Regions from separate parts of the Mus musculus genome. Here regions 1 and 3 are each linked to region 2. A link is a contact called in public Hi-C and promoter capture Hi-C data. All regions are on one chromosome and are shown on one strand. The core of a region is the stretch at or near the end of the contact, and the rest is flanking DNA. Distances in the headings are between cores, read along the strand shown.

Evidence for each region. Promoter capture Hi-C pulls out the DNA fragments that hold promoters and counts their contacts. A called contact is a pair of places that touch in the nucleus more often than the background predicts.
Region 1: a contact with region 2 is called in a Hi-C map of bone marrow-derived macrophages, with 17 read pairs. The contact joins two enhancer-like sites. A contact is called at or near these places in 2 of 15 datasets of contacts at CTCF or cohesin (large pre-B cells and pro-B cells), 14 of 484 Hi-C or Micro-C datasets (the Ba/F3 cell line, the C10 cell line, the G1E-ER4 cell line and 10 more), 5 of 115 datasets of contacts at active chromatin or transcription factors (bone marrow-derived dendritic cells, embryonic basal ganglia, embryonic stem cells and 2 more) and 1 of 9 other capture datasets (adipose tissue).
Region 3: a promoter capture Hi-C map of the HPC-7 cell line shows a contact between it and region 2, with 4 times the contacts expected there. The contact joins the promoter of Ncoa1 here to the enhancer-like site in region 2. A contact is called at or near these places in 16 of 39 promoter capture datasets (the 3T3-L1 cell line, 3T3-L1-derived adipocytes, the C10 cell line and 11 more), 3 of 484 Hi-C or Micro-C datasets (CD4 T cells, myeloid progenitors and pancreatic cancer cells), 2 of 115 datasets of contacts at active chromatin or transcription factors (embryonic stem cells and memory CD8 T cells) and 1 of 9 other capture datasets (adipose tissue).

What each region holds. Positions count from the first base shown.
Region 1 is chr12:4,543,810-4,547,844 of GRCm38.p6, forward strand. No RefSeq gene overlaps it. Among named protein-coding and RNA genes, the nearest start is that of Gm31938, 22 kb to the left of the region's middle. Within about 2 kb of position 1,797, at least 52 of the 459 cell types and tissues checked have an H3K27ac peak or open chromatin away from gene starts, as enhancers often do. A contact at or near this core is called in bone marrow-derived macrophages, where this site is marked.
Region 2 is chr12:4,209,681-4,213,131 of GRCm38.p6, forward strand. It overlaps Adcy3 (adenylate cyclase 3), which reads left to right. Exons shown (of 21, transcript NM_138305.3): 17 at 514-660; 18 at 1,092-1,211; 19 at 1,802-1,925; 20 at 2,399-2,523; 21 at 2,925-3,451. The coding sequence ends at 3,107. It also overlaps a transcript of Cenpo not described here. Among named protein-coding and RNA genes, the nearest start is that of Cenpo, 23 kb to the right of the region's middle. Within about 2 kb of position 1,626, at least 36 of the 459 cell types and tissues checked have an H3K27ac peak or open chromatin away from gene starts, as enhancers often do. A contact at or near this core is called in the HPC-7 cell line and bone marrow-derived macrophages, where this site is marked.
Region 3 is chr12:4,475,420-4,479,277 of GRCm38.p6, forward strand. Ncoa1 (nuclear receptor coactivator 1) reads right to left here and starts at 1,763. Exons shown (of 23, transcript NM_010881.2): 1 at 1,353-1,763.

The DNA.
Region 1 (4,035 bases), core at 547-3,046, 330 kb after region 2:
AGGAAGCAAATGCAAGTAGATCTCTGAGAGCTTGAGGCCAGCCTGGTCTACATAACAAGTTCTACACCAGGCAGGGCTACAAGACCTCTATTAAGACCCCATCTCGGGTTGGAGAAATGGCTCAGAGATTAAGAGCACTGACTAATCTTCCAAAGGTCTTGAGTTTAGTTCCCAGCAACCACATGATGGCTCACAAACATCCATAATGAGATCTAACGCCCTCTTCTGGAGTGTCTAAAGACAGCTACATATAATAAATAAATCTTTAAAAAAAAAAAAAGCCAGGCAGTGGTGGCGCACGCCTTTAATCCCAGCACTCGGGAGGCAGAGGCAGGAGGATTTCTGAGTTCGAGGCCAGCCTGGTCTACAAAGTGAGTTCCAGGACAGTCAGGGCTATACAGAGAAACCCTGTCTCAAAAAAACAAAAAACAAACAAACAAAAAACTCAACAAAACTAACAAACAAAAATCTTGGAAAGAAATTTTAAGCACATATACCCCTTTATACAAGAAAACAAAGTCCACTTCTACAAGTTTATTTCAAATATACTCTCAAGGTCTGGGATGTAGCTAAGTGATAGAGTACTTTCCTCCTATACAGGAGGTCTGAGGTTCTGTCCTGAAAGAAAAATAAATAAAAAAGACGACACACCCAAGGTTAGGTTGACATATGTACATGTTTGTTTATGGTAGCACTGTTTATAATTGCCACAGTTTGGAGTCAGTCAAAATACCCATAGTAGGAGGACACTGTTGAAACCATGTGTTACGAAACTGTGACATCCTGAGAGGCAGTCAAAAGGAAGGAGGAAGCTCTGTAGGCAAGAAGATGGAAGTAAGGCCAAGTCTCCTTTGGTGGACCAGGAAGTGACTGTGTAGGGAAGCCACTTGCTGTGCAGGTGTGAGGACCAGAGTTTGGGTCCCCAGAGCCCACAGAAAAGCTGGGCAGTCCATGACTACCACGTTAGGGAAGATGGCGGCAGCAAGGCAGCCAAGGCATTGGAGCAGGTCCTGAGAGCTCACATCTTTATCCACAAAGCCTGAGGCAGACGGAGAGAGGTAGAGGGGCTAATGGGGAATAACATGGGATTTTAAAACCTCAAAACTCACTACTCCAGGCACCGCCCCAATGACATACCTGCTCCAACAATGCCACACCAATCCTTCCCAAACTCTTCCACCTACTGGGGAACCAAGTGTACAAAAATATAAGCTTATGGGAGCCGTTCTCACCTGGCTCAAAGGAATTAAGAAAAGAATTCTTTGTTGCCTATTGTTATGTCAACTCGACACAAGCTAGAGTAATCGGAAGAGAGGGAACCTCAACTGAGAAACTGCCTCGGTATGGGACTGTAACACTCTTTCTTTCTTTCTTTCTTTCTTTCTTTCTTTCTTTCTTTCTTTCTTTCTTTCTTTCTTTCTTTTTGTTTTTCTAGACAGGGTTTCTCTGTGCAGCCCTGGCTCTCCTGGAACTCACTCTGTAGACCAGGCTGGCCTCAAACTCAGAAATCTGCCTGCCTCTGCCTCCCAAGTGCTGGGATTAAAGGCGTATGCCACCACTGCCCAGCAAGCATACTTTCTTAATTAGTGATTGATAGGGGAGGACCCAGACCATTGTGGGTGGGGCCACCCTCCTCCCATCTATAATAAGAGAGCAGACTGAGCAAGCCATGATGATCAAACCAGTAAACAGCCCTCCATTACCTCCACATCAGCTTCTGCTTCCAGGTCCCTGCCTAGTTTGAGTTCCTGCCCTGACTTCCTTTCAGTAATGGACCACAAATGAAAGTGCAAGCCAAATACACCCTTCCCTCCCCAACTTGTTTTTGGTCATAGTATTTCACCACAGCAACAGAACCCTAACTAAGACAAAGAGGAACTGCAGTTACAGAGGATGGAAAGGAGAAGGAAAGTGTGTACTTTAGAGCTTATCTATTAAAAATAAAACTCTGGCTGGCCTGGTGGTGTGCACCTTTAATCCCAGCACTCAGGAGGCAGAAGCAGGCAGATCTCTGTGAGTTCAAGACTACCATGGACTATGAAGCAAGTTCCAGGACAGTAAGGGCTACACAGAGGAACCCTGTCTTGAAAAACTAACAAAAACCCCAAATAAATAAATAAATCTCTGCATCCAGACACAGCATTTCTCATACAATTGTATGGCGTTCGACAGAGGAGTCGCTTATGAAGATTAACTTTAGTCAATAATATAATCCATGTGTCCTTTAGTGCCATAAAGAGATAGAAATTATTGTCTGTTTTCCATTGTGCATAAAAAATAAACTGGAAGCAGGGGCTCAACATTTGACAGCACTGCTGTGCTTCTAGAAGACCCAGGTTCAAGTCTCCACTCCCACATCATGGCTCACAACTGCCCGTAACTCTAGTTCCAGGGCTTCTGATACCACAGACCCCTGTGGGCACTGCATGCTCGTGGGACACAGACTAGACATACACACAGGCAAACCACACATACATAAAACAAATAAAAAAATTAACAAGCCCGGCCTGTTTCTGGGTATAAGGATAAACTGGTTATAGCCACTAGCCTTACCCTGTATCTTCAAACCCATTACAAAAGTTTTCTTACAGTTTGACAGAGATGAGGACACCTAAGGTAGAAAGTGGGAAAAGTTGCCAAAGGGCAGGGTTGGAGACTTAGCTCAGAGGTAGAGTGCTTTCTTAGCAAGCAAAAGGTCCTGGGATCTGTTCTCAGATCCTGGGGTGGGGGATGGGATGAGGGCGGGATGGAGTGGGAGGGGAGTCACCAAAGGGAAAGCTGGTAGTTATCCACTTGGAAACTTTTCTGCAGAGAAAAATTTCTCCACAATGCTCTGCATCTCCAGATGCAGACTCAAATGGCCCCCAGCCAGACACAGTCAGCGTGGCCACAGCAGCTGTGTCAGCCTGCTGTGCCTGCTTCCCACACCCGGGCTGTTGGATCGAAATGGCCAGAGAAACTTGAGACTCACACTCTAAGATAACTTCAGGAGAGGCGTATGCATACCAATAACTTGTCAGTGTTTCTAGGTATGGACAATACTATCTTATTCCACAGTGTTGAGAAATTGTTTCTATTCCAAAAGGAACAAACACGTGTGGCCTGTCTTGAAGAAACTGCTCCTAGGACACACTGCTGTTGCAAAGATTAGATTGCATTGAACGTGGACTACAGAGATTGCTAACTTAAACTCTTCTAGGACAAGTGGGAATTATTATTCAGTGAGGTGGACTAAAACTTTTGGACACTAGTTATATGCATTGGGCCAGGCAGTGGTGGCATACGCCTTTAATTCCAGGCAGAGGCAGGTGGATTTCTGAATTCGAAGCCAGCCTGGTCTACAGAGTGAGTTCCAGGACAGCCAGGGCTACACAGAGAAACCCTGTCTCGAAAAACCAAAAAAAAAAAAAAAAAAAGAAAGAAAGAAAGAAAAAGGAAAAGGAAAAGGAAAGAAGAGAAGAGAAGAGAAGAGAAGAGAAAAGAAAAGAAAAGAAAAGAAAAGAAAAGAAAAGAAAAGAAAAGAAGAGAAGAGAAAAGAGAAGAAGAGAAAAGAAAAGAAAAGGAGAGCCGGGCGTTGGTGGCGCACGCCTTTAATCCCAGCACTTGGGAGGCAGAGGCAGGCGGATTTCTGAGTTCGAGGCCAGCCTGGTCTACAGAGTGAGTTCCAGGAGAGCCAGGGCTACACAGAGAAACCCTGTCTCGAAAAAAAAAAAAAAAAGAAAGAAAGAAAAGAAAAGAAAGTATGTTACCAGACTATCAGCTCTCAGACTATCATCATCGCCATAGCGATTGGCGGGCTCATATCCCCTCGGGAACACTCTAGCAGGTCCTACACGTTGTGGTGCAAGATCCCAGCACCCACCGCCACTTCTGAGCGGCTCCATTTGAAACTCTTTACCAGAGCAGAGGCTTTGCTCCGAGCAGAAGTTCTGCGCCCAAGCCAGGCATAAAGCCTGGGCGAAGTAGCCGTCCTGGGGAAGCAAGGGTTACCACAGGAGGGGGCCTTCGTGGAGGGCAGTAAGAACAGCTGTCTGT
Region 2 (3,451 bases), core at 376-2,875:
CCAAGGTGGCTGACCACCCCACTCACCTTCCCTGGAGAGGTTTCTGTTATTGGGATGAAACACCGTGGCCATAAGCAACTTGGGGAGGAAGGGTTTATTTCATCTTACACTTCCAGGCAGGCAGTCCATCACCAAAGGCAGGCAGGACAGGGACAGATGCAGGGGCCATGGAGGAGTGCTTCTCATTCTAACCATTCAAAGTTGAGTTCAAACAGTTGAGTACACACATCCTGTGAGGCCAACCGAAGCTCCCGTAGTTCACCATCCTACCAGGCAGCCATCTCTCGAGTGCTTGGACCTTCTCTGTGAGGTGTATGCACGCGTGTATGCATGTGTTCACATGGAGGCTGAAGGTTCTTTACTGCTTGTCCCAATATGTGGAAGGAGTGTCTCTTGCAGAACCTGTGGCTCTCTGTTAGTGTGACTAGCCAGCTGGCTTCTACTCCCCATGCACTCAACCCTGGTCCTCCCGTTTGCACAGCAGTATCCCAGGCTGACCTTGCCTCTTTTTAGGAGCTGTACAGCCAGTCTTATGACGAGATTGGAGTCATGTTTGCCTCCTTGCCCAACTTTGCTGACTTCTACACTGAGGAGAGCATCAACAACGGCGGCATCGAGTGTCTACGCTTCCTCAATGAGATCATCTCTGATTTTGACTCTGTGAGTGTCCTCCTGTCAGAGCTAGCTCCTTTTGTATCACATCTCAGACAAGTTCTATACATTTCCCACGTGAGTCTTTTACAGTAACTGGGCTTCTGCGGCCATCTAGAACTCACGAGTCTGAGGGCTGAGGCAGAATCCTGGGGTGACCCTGGCAAGTTCATGGGGCTAAGGATTGTCCTCTCTCCTACCTCAAGCCCCTATTAAACATTGACTACATACTTTTTCTTAGGACTTCCACCACCTAAGGAAACTAGCCATTTAACTTAAGTTTATGGTAACTGAGGCTGAGGCTCACATGCCCAGGTAGCAGGGAATGAACAAAGGCAGTATAGGAGAGTGTCTCTCAGATACATTGTTGGGCCTTAGAAACGGGCAAACTTGATAGTGCATTCGCTCCTCTTCCTTAGTTGTTCTAATTCTGTCCTCAGCTCCTGGACAATCCCAAATTCCGGGTCATCACCAAGATCAAAACTATTGGCAGCACCTATATGGCAGCTTCAGGAGTCACACCAGATGTCAACACCAATGGCTTTACAAGCTCCAGCAAGGTAACCCAGTAACTAGAGAGGCAGCCCGTGCCCGCAGACCATGGGAAATGAGAATCAGATGAAGTTAATGAAGATTCTTGTGCAAAGGGCTCATTCCGATGGGCCATGCCCCCAGGGTTTAAGAACTGTATCAGTTCTGGATCGGTGGAGTCTCCCTGCTGCTGCTGCCTGGTCTTTTTGCTGAGCTCGGGTGGACCCATGGAGCCTGCTGTGTGATTCCCTGATGGAGAATCACGAGCAAGCACGGTTCTTGAAGCATCATCTAGTCTTCCTTTACATGGGAACTTCCTGAACTGAGGCTGAGTCAAGCAAGCGGAAGGTGTTCACTAAGTGCTTACAGCCTTGAGGAACCACGCAGGACCAGACTCAAACAGAGCAACGAGAGCTCTGCCTTGTGACCAGTCACGTGGCACACAGGATGCAGCTGAGACAGGGCCTCCTTCCCCTAAACAGATGTGGGAGGGAATTCTGCAGTGGTGACATGCTGGCCCTCCTTAGCAGCCTGCCACCTTGCGTCCGTACTTGCCACTTGCCTAGTTGTTATGGTCGTGGCCTGTTGGTTCTGACAGTGTCAACATGCTTTCACACAGGAGGAGAAGTCAGACAAGGAGCGCTGGCAGCACCTGGCTGACCTGGCTGACTTTGCATTAGCCATGAAGGACACGCTCACAAACATCAACAACCAGTCATTCAACAACTTCATGTTGCGCATAGGTAAAGGCACCACTAGCACTGGGGGCCTCAGCAGAACAGAGGCTTAAAAAGCAAAGGCAGATTGGTAGGGGAGCCAGAGGACCTTTAGTTCTGCCCTCTTGGAGATTGTTCATGTGTAGAATGTACAGTAATGGAGTAGTACAAAGATAAACCCATCCCTACTGTTCCCAATGGCAGTTCAGACTCCCTTCCGCACCTGCCTCCCCCAAGGTTTGTGCCAGCTACTCATATGAGGAGTGGCCTCACTACTGGGCAAATTTACAGGAGTTTGAAGTATTAGGAAGGTTACATTGAAGCTGGCCACTATAGTCCTGAGAGACAGTTGTGAAGGAATTTTTACCAAGGGACACAGGTGTTCCTATTAGCAGCCTTGTGGGCGGGGGTTAGATGATCGTCTGTGAGAGAGAAATTGGTAGTTTGTGGAAAGCTAATGCAAGCTTGGCTTGTGGCCATGCTCCATTCCTCTACTCTAGGCATGAACAAAGGAGGGGTTCTGGCTGGCGTCATTGGAGCCCGGAAACCACACTATGACATCTGGGGCAATACGGTCAATGTGGCCAGCAGGATGGAATCCACAGGAGTCATGGGCAACATCCAGGTATGTTCAGTACTAGAACTGAGCATGTTGGTTTGAATGCAGGGAGTCCAACACAAGTAGAAGCCTGGTGCTTTGCCATATATTACTGGCTCCTGCCTGTGGGCATTAGGTCAGTGTTGGCAGTGCCACAGGGCCAAGGAAACATGGACTGAGGCCTCTAAGGCTTTGATTCACTCAAAACATTTAAGATTCAGGTTTGGGTGGAAACGGCCTCCGTTCGGTAGAGTTAACAACTAAACTGTCTTGAACCTGTATCAGTGCCATGAAATGGTAGTCTGCTGCTTAAGTGACTGCCTGTGGGTCTCCCTTATGTGGGGCTGTATCTACATACTGCTACTGAGCTTCTACCCCACCATCTTGGCTTCCTCTTCTCTAACTTTGTCTCTGTTCTCCATGTACAGGTGGTAGAAGAGACGCAGGTCATCCTTCGAGAGTACGGCTTCCGCTTTGTGAGGCGAGGTCCCATCTTTGTGAAAGGCAAAGGGGAGCTTCTGACCTTTTTCTTGAAGGGGCGGGACAGGCCAGCTGCCTTCCCCAATGGCTCCTCTGTTACACTGCCCCACCAAGTGGTGGACAACCCCTGAGCGACCTCTGGCTCCACAGTGGTCCACATAGGAAGGGGGATTTTTTTGGAAGCAGTGAAAAGCTTTGGGAAAGGACAAATGACCAAGTCCTGGTGTTCCCAATTATTGAAGCGCACATTCCATAGACTTTAGGTTTCAGATTTCCTCCAGCCTTCCTGTGTGGATGTGAGCTCTGAGGGTGGCTATTCCTACTCCTCAGTGAGCCTGTAGCTTCCCCAAAGCAGGAGTCTTAGGCATAGTACTGGAGCAGCCTTTCCAGAGCCTTTGTTCCAGCTCAGCCCTTCACCCCTAGAGAGGCCATGGCCACTGTGAGCAGGATGCCAGCCGAGGCGGAACGAAGCTGC
Region 3 (3,858 bases), core at 513-3,012, 270 kb after region 2:
AGCAAACCTCAAACAAATTTAACCCTTGAAATCCACCCCTACGACTTTACTACATAGTCTGGGCTTCACTGCAGGACTGCCATGCAGACACTTAAAAGATTTCTTCATGAAGTAAAAGCATTATGCTTCACAAATCATCACCATCATTTCTCTTGTCAATCATCGGGTGCTGGGACAGCGATTCACCTACGAACTCTTTACTCGCCAACATCACACTTCACATTTAAAAACTTAACTGTTTGGAAAGAGAAAAAAGAGAAGTCACCTTCTCCACAAGGACACCTGCCTCGCCTCTTCAGTGTCTCTATAAGGATAGAGGAGCCAGAAAGGCTAACGTACTCCCCAGCTTAAAGTTTCTCTCCCTACCAAACTCTTCAGCCACAGCACCTGGGCTTGTCCTTGTCACACACAGTCAATCCCTCCGTCTTCCTCTAACAACGTCACACTACAGGGTGTCTGGCCCATGGGAGTGACTGCTTTTTGTTTTGTTTTGTTTTGTTTTAATGTATATACAAATAAAATTAAACGAGCCACCGCAGAGGTGTGGTAAGGACCGAGGACCCCGGTGTCCAGTTTCTCCGAGTCTCTTCCAAGCGACTATGGAGAGCTCAAGTTCCATCACTGACCATTAACCAGCCCTACCTACAATCGTTGGACCAACGTGTGCTGCTTGTCTTTCTAGGTCCTTTCAGCAGAACCTTCCAAAGGGACCAAATTCCAGCCGCAAGAGGAAAATCTCCTTTATCCGCCCATTCCTACCTCCGAAATCCTGGTCCCAAAGGGAGAAAGGCAAGTGCAGCCAGGCTAGGCAAAGGGGCCGTCGAAAGCTGCACCCACAGAAAGGCATGCCTAGGTCGCCCCCATTTCGCTGTCCCAGTGAACAAGATTCAGAGAGGCTGACAGGCTGGCCAAGGTCACCGTGCTTGCTCGTCGGGGCCGAGGGGCGCCCGCGCCTACTTCCGGCTCCCCCTTTCGGCGGCGGCTCCGGGCGCCCGCTCCCCACCCGGCCCCGGGCCGCGCGCCCTCCGCGGATGCTCGCACTCCACTAACTAGGGCAACTGGAGTGCGCCGCAGGGACGGCGCTCTGCAGCGCGCCGCTCGCCCCGAGCAGCCCCCAGCTGGTGCCGTGACAGCTGCGACCTCCGCCCCCTGCAGCCGCGCCAGGCTAGCGAGGGAACTCGAGAAAAGTGGCAGCGGGAGATGGGTCCCAGAGCAAGCAAAGCCAGGACGGAGGGCGCCGGCTGCTCCCCGCCCCCTAGGGCCGCCGCGGCCGCGCGGCTCGTGACAGCTGCACCCACCGCGAGGCTCCCGCCGCCACCGCCGCCACCGCCGCCACCGCCGCCGCCACTCACCTGCCTCCGCCGCCGCCGCCTCTGGGCCGCGCTCCCCGGCGCCGCGCTCACTCGCGACTGTGGCGGCGCCGCCGCGGACTCCGCCGCTCCTCCGGCCCGGCGCCCGTCCCCGGGGCCCAGGCGGCCCGCCGCCGCCGCCGCCGCCTCGGCTCTCCGGCCCCCCTCCTCCGGAGCAGGAGTCCCCCCACTTCAGGGGGATGCAGAACCACCCCGGCACAAGCTGTGCTTGAGGGAACAGCAGCGAACTGCAGCCGAAGGGCTTGAGGCCGCGCTCCGACCGACGGACGACAGGACGAGGTGAATCGCGTCAGTCTCCCGCTCGCCCGGCCTGAAGAACAGGCATTTCAGCCGCTCTCCGCGGCCGCCATGTTCTCCTCCTCCACGGCTGCCGCCGCCGCCGCCGCCGCCGCTGCCGCCGCTGCCACCGCCGCCGCCGCCCCCCCGCTCGCGGCCCCGCCCCCGTGCCCCGCCCGCAGCGCCCCGCCCTCGAGCCCCGCCCCACCCACTCGCGGCTCCGCCCTCACCCCTGCCCCCTCCGCGGACAGGCCCAGAGCCCCGCTGCCCTCTGGCTCCGACGGCGCGCCCCGGGCAGCGCGACCCCTCCAGCCCCGCGCAGCGTGAAGCCGCCCCGCGCCCTCTGCCGGCCGCAGGCACGCCGGGGCCCGAAGTCTTAAGGAAGTGTGAGAAAGGAGGCCCGAACTCTTTCCGCACGGACCCTCCCCACGGGGCAGTTCTCTCTGCTGCCAGGAAGCCTCGAACCCCAGAGTGTCCCTTAGCGTCCCTGAGCGGGCTGTGGGACCTATGGCCTCTAGATGTTCTTTATAGTTTAGGGAAAGTTGGGGAGCAACCTGAAGGCCCTGGGGATCCCAGAGGAATCTGACCTGGGCCTGTTTCCACTCGCGAGTTGTTTTACTTTGAGTAAGAGACATCCCTCGGGCCTCGTTTTTGTTGTTGGTGTTGTGTTCTGTAAGATTTGAGAGGTGGTTTGCCTAGATGATTTCACAGACTATTAGACAACGGAAAAGAAAGATCATCTGCCCCCTTTCTTTTTGCAGATGAAAAGATCTGACTGACAGTGTCTGGCTCTACAATTGCATGAATTGACTAAAATGTCTGTCATTCACAGATCTTTTCCCTCTAGGGGGGACCCACATCTTTTTTTTTTTTAACCTCCTTTTTTTTCTTCTATAATGGAAATGCTACTTTCAAAAGTAGTGTTCCTTGTCACCGGAGGAATCAAGCAGCCACAGGACAGCTCCTTGAGCCTTGATCACTTTATCTGGAAAGCAGCTCTTATCCCAAGACCTGCAATGTACCACTCACTGTTCTCTCTGGCCGTGGAAGTGCTGTGCGGTCATCTTTGTTTCCCTGAGTTCTTGTCCTCATTTAGCTGACTTGTGATGCTGTTTTCTGCTGTTTCCCATCCTGCATTGGATGCCCCAAAGCAGCCTGTGAAAATCCTTAAGTCCTCCATGTCCCTTCCCTAAGTCAAACCTGACATCTCGCTGGCCCTCTCTGAGACAGCCTGTGACTTCTTTCACAAAGCAGGTACCTTCACCCTACTACTGCTGAGTGCCCTGTGCTGCCTTCATCTTCCTGTCTTGGTCATAGTTATAAAGCAGCCAGCAGACCATACTCAGCCTTCCTTTATGCAGTCATCCTTCCATCCCTGTGTTCATTCCGTTGATTCTTATCAAAGTCAGTACCCTAGTGCATTTGATTAGCTCCTGTCCTCACCTTCTTTACAGTACCACCTGCACAATCCACAGCCTTATTAATAGCTGAAGTGCTTGAAGGTCTCTATCTCTACTTAGTTTACTCCTGTGGAGTCTGTTTCCTGGTCTAATACCATCTACCCTGTGCAAAGTGCATTGTCCGGCCCTCTGGTGCTTACAAATGAGCCAAGTATAGGCAGTCCTCCTGTCTCTACTAGACTTCAGGAACTGCTGATGTGTAACTGTGGTGGGCACATCAACTTTATCTTGGTTTTTCTAACTGGATGTTTCTAGCCCCTCCTTTCTTACTCTCCCCTCTTCCTGTTTTGTGCCTCATTCTTTCTACCTGTTCTCTGAACTTTGTTTCACTAACACTTTTCTTGTCTTTTCCTTTGTGTGTTTGGGAGGCGTGGGGGTATGTTTAATTGTCTTTCCTTCCTCTTCTCTCATATAAGTTGATTTGGTTTGTATCCATAGCTTTAACTATTAGTTTCTGTCTTAACTTTAAGCCATTCTCAGGCTGCAGAGATGACTCAGTGGTTAAGAGCACTGGTTGCTCTTCCAAAGGACCCAGGTTCAATTCCCAGCACCCACATGATGGCTGACAGCTGTTTATAACTCCATTCCCAGCATATATGACATACTCTCTGGCCTCCCTGGGCATCAGGCACAGATGTGGTGCACAGGCACAGATGCAGGCAAAGCACCCATACTCATAAAATAAATTAAAAATTTAAATATACATCTTAAAACATTCTCAGACTACTCAGTACTGAGATTTTTTGTTTGTT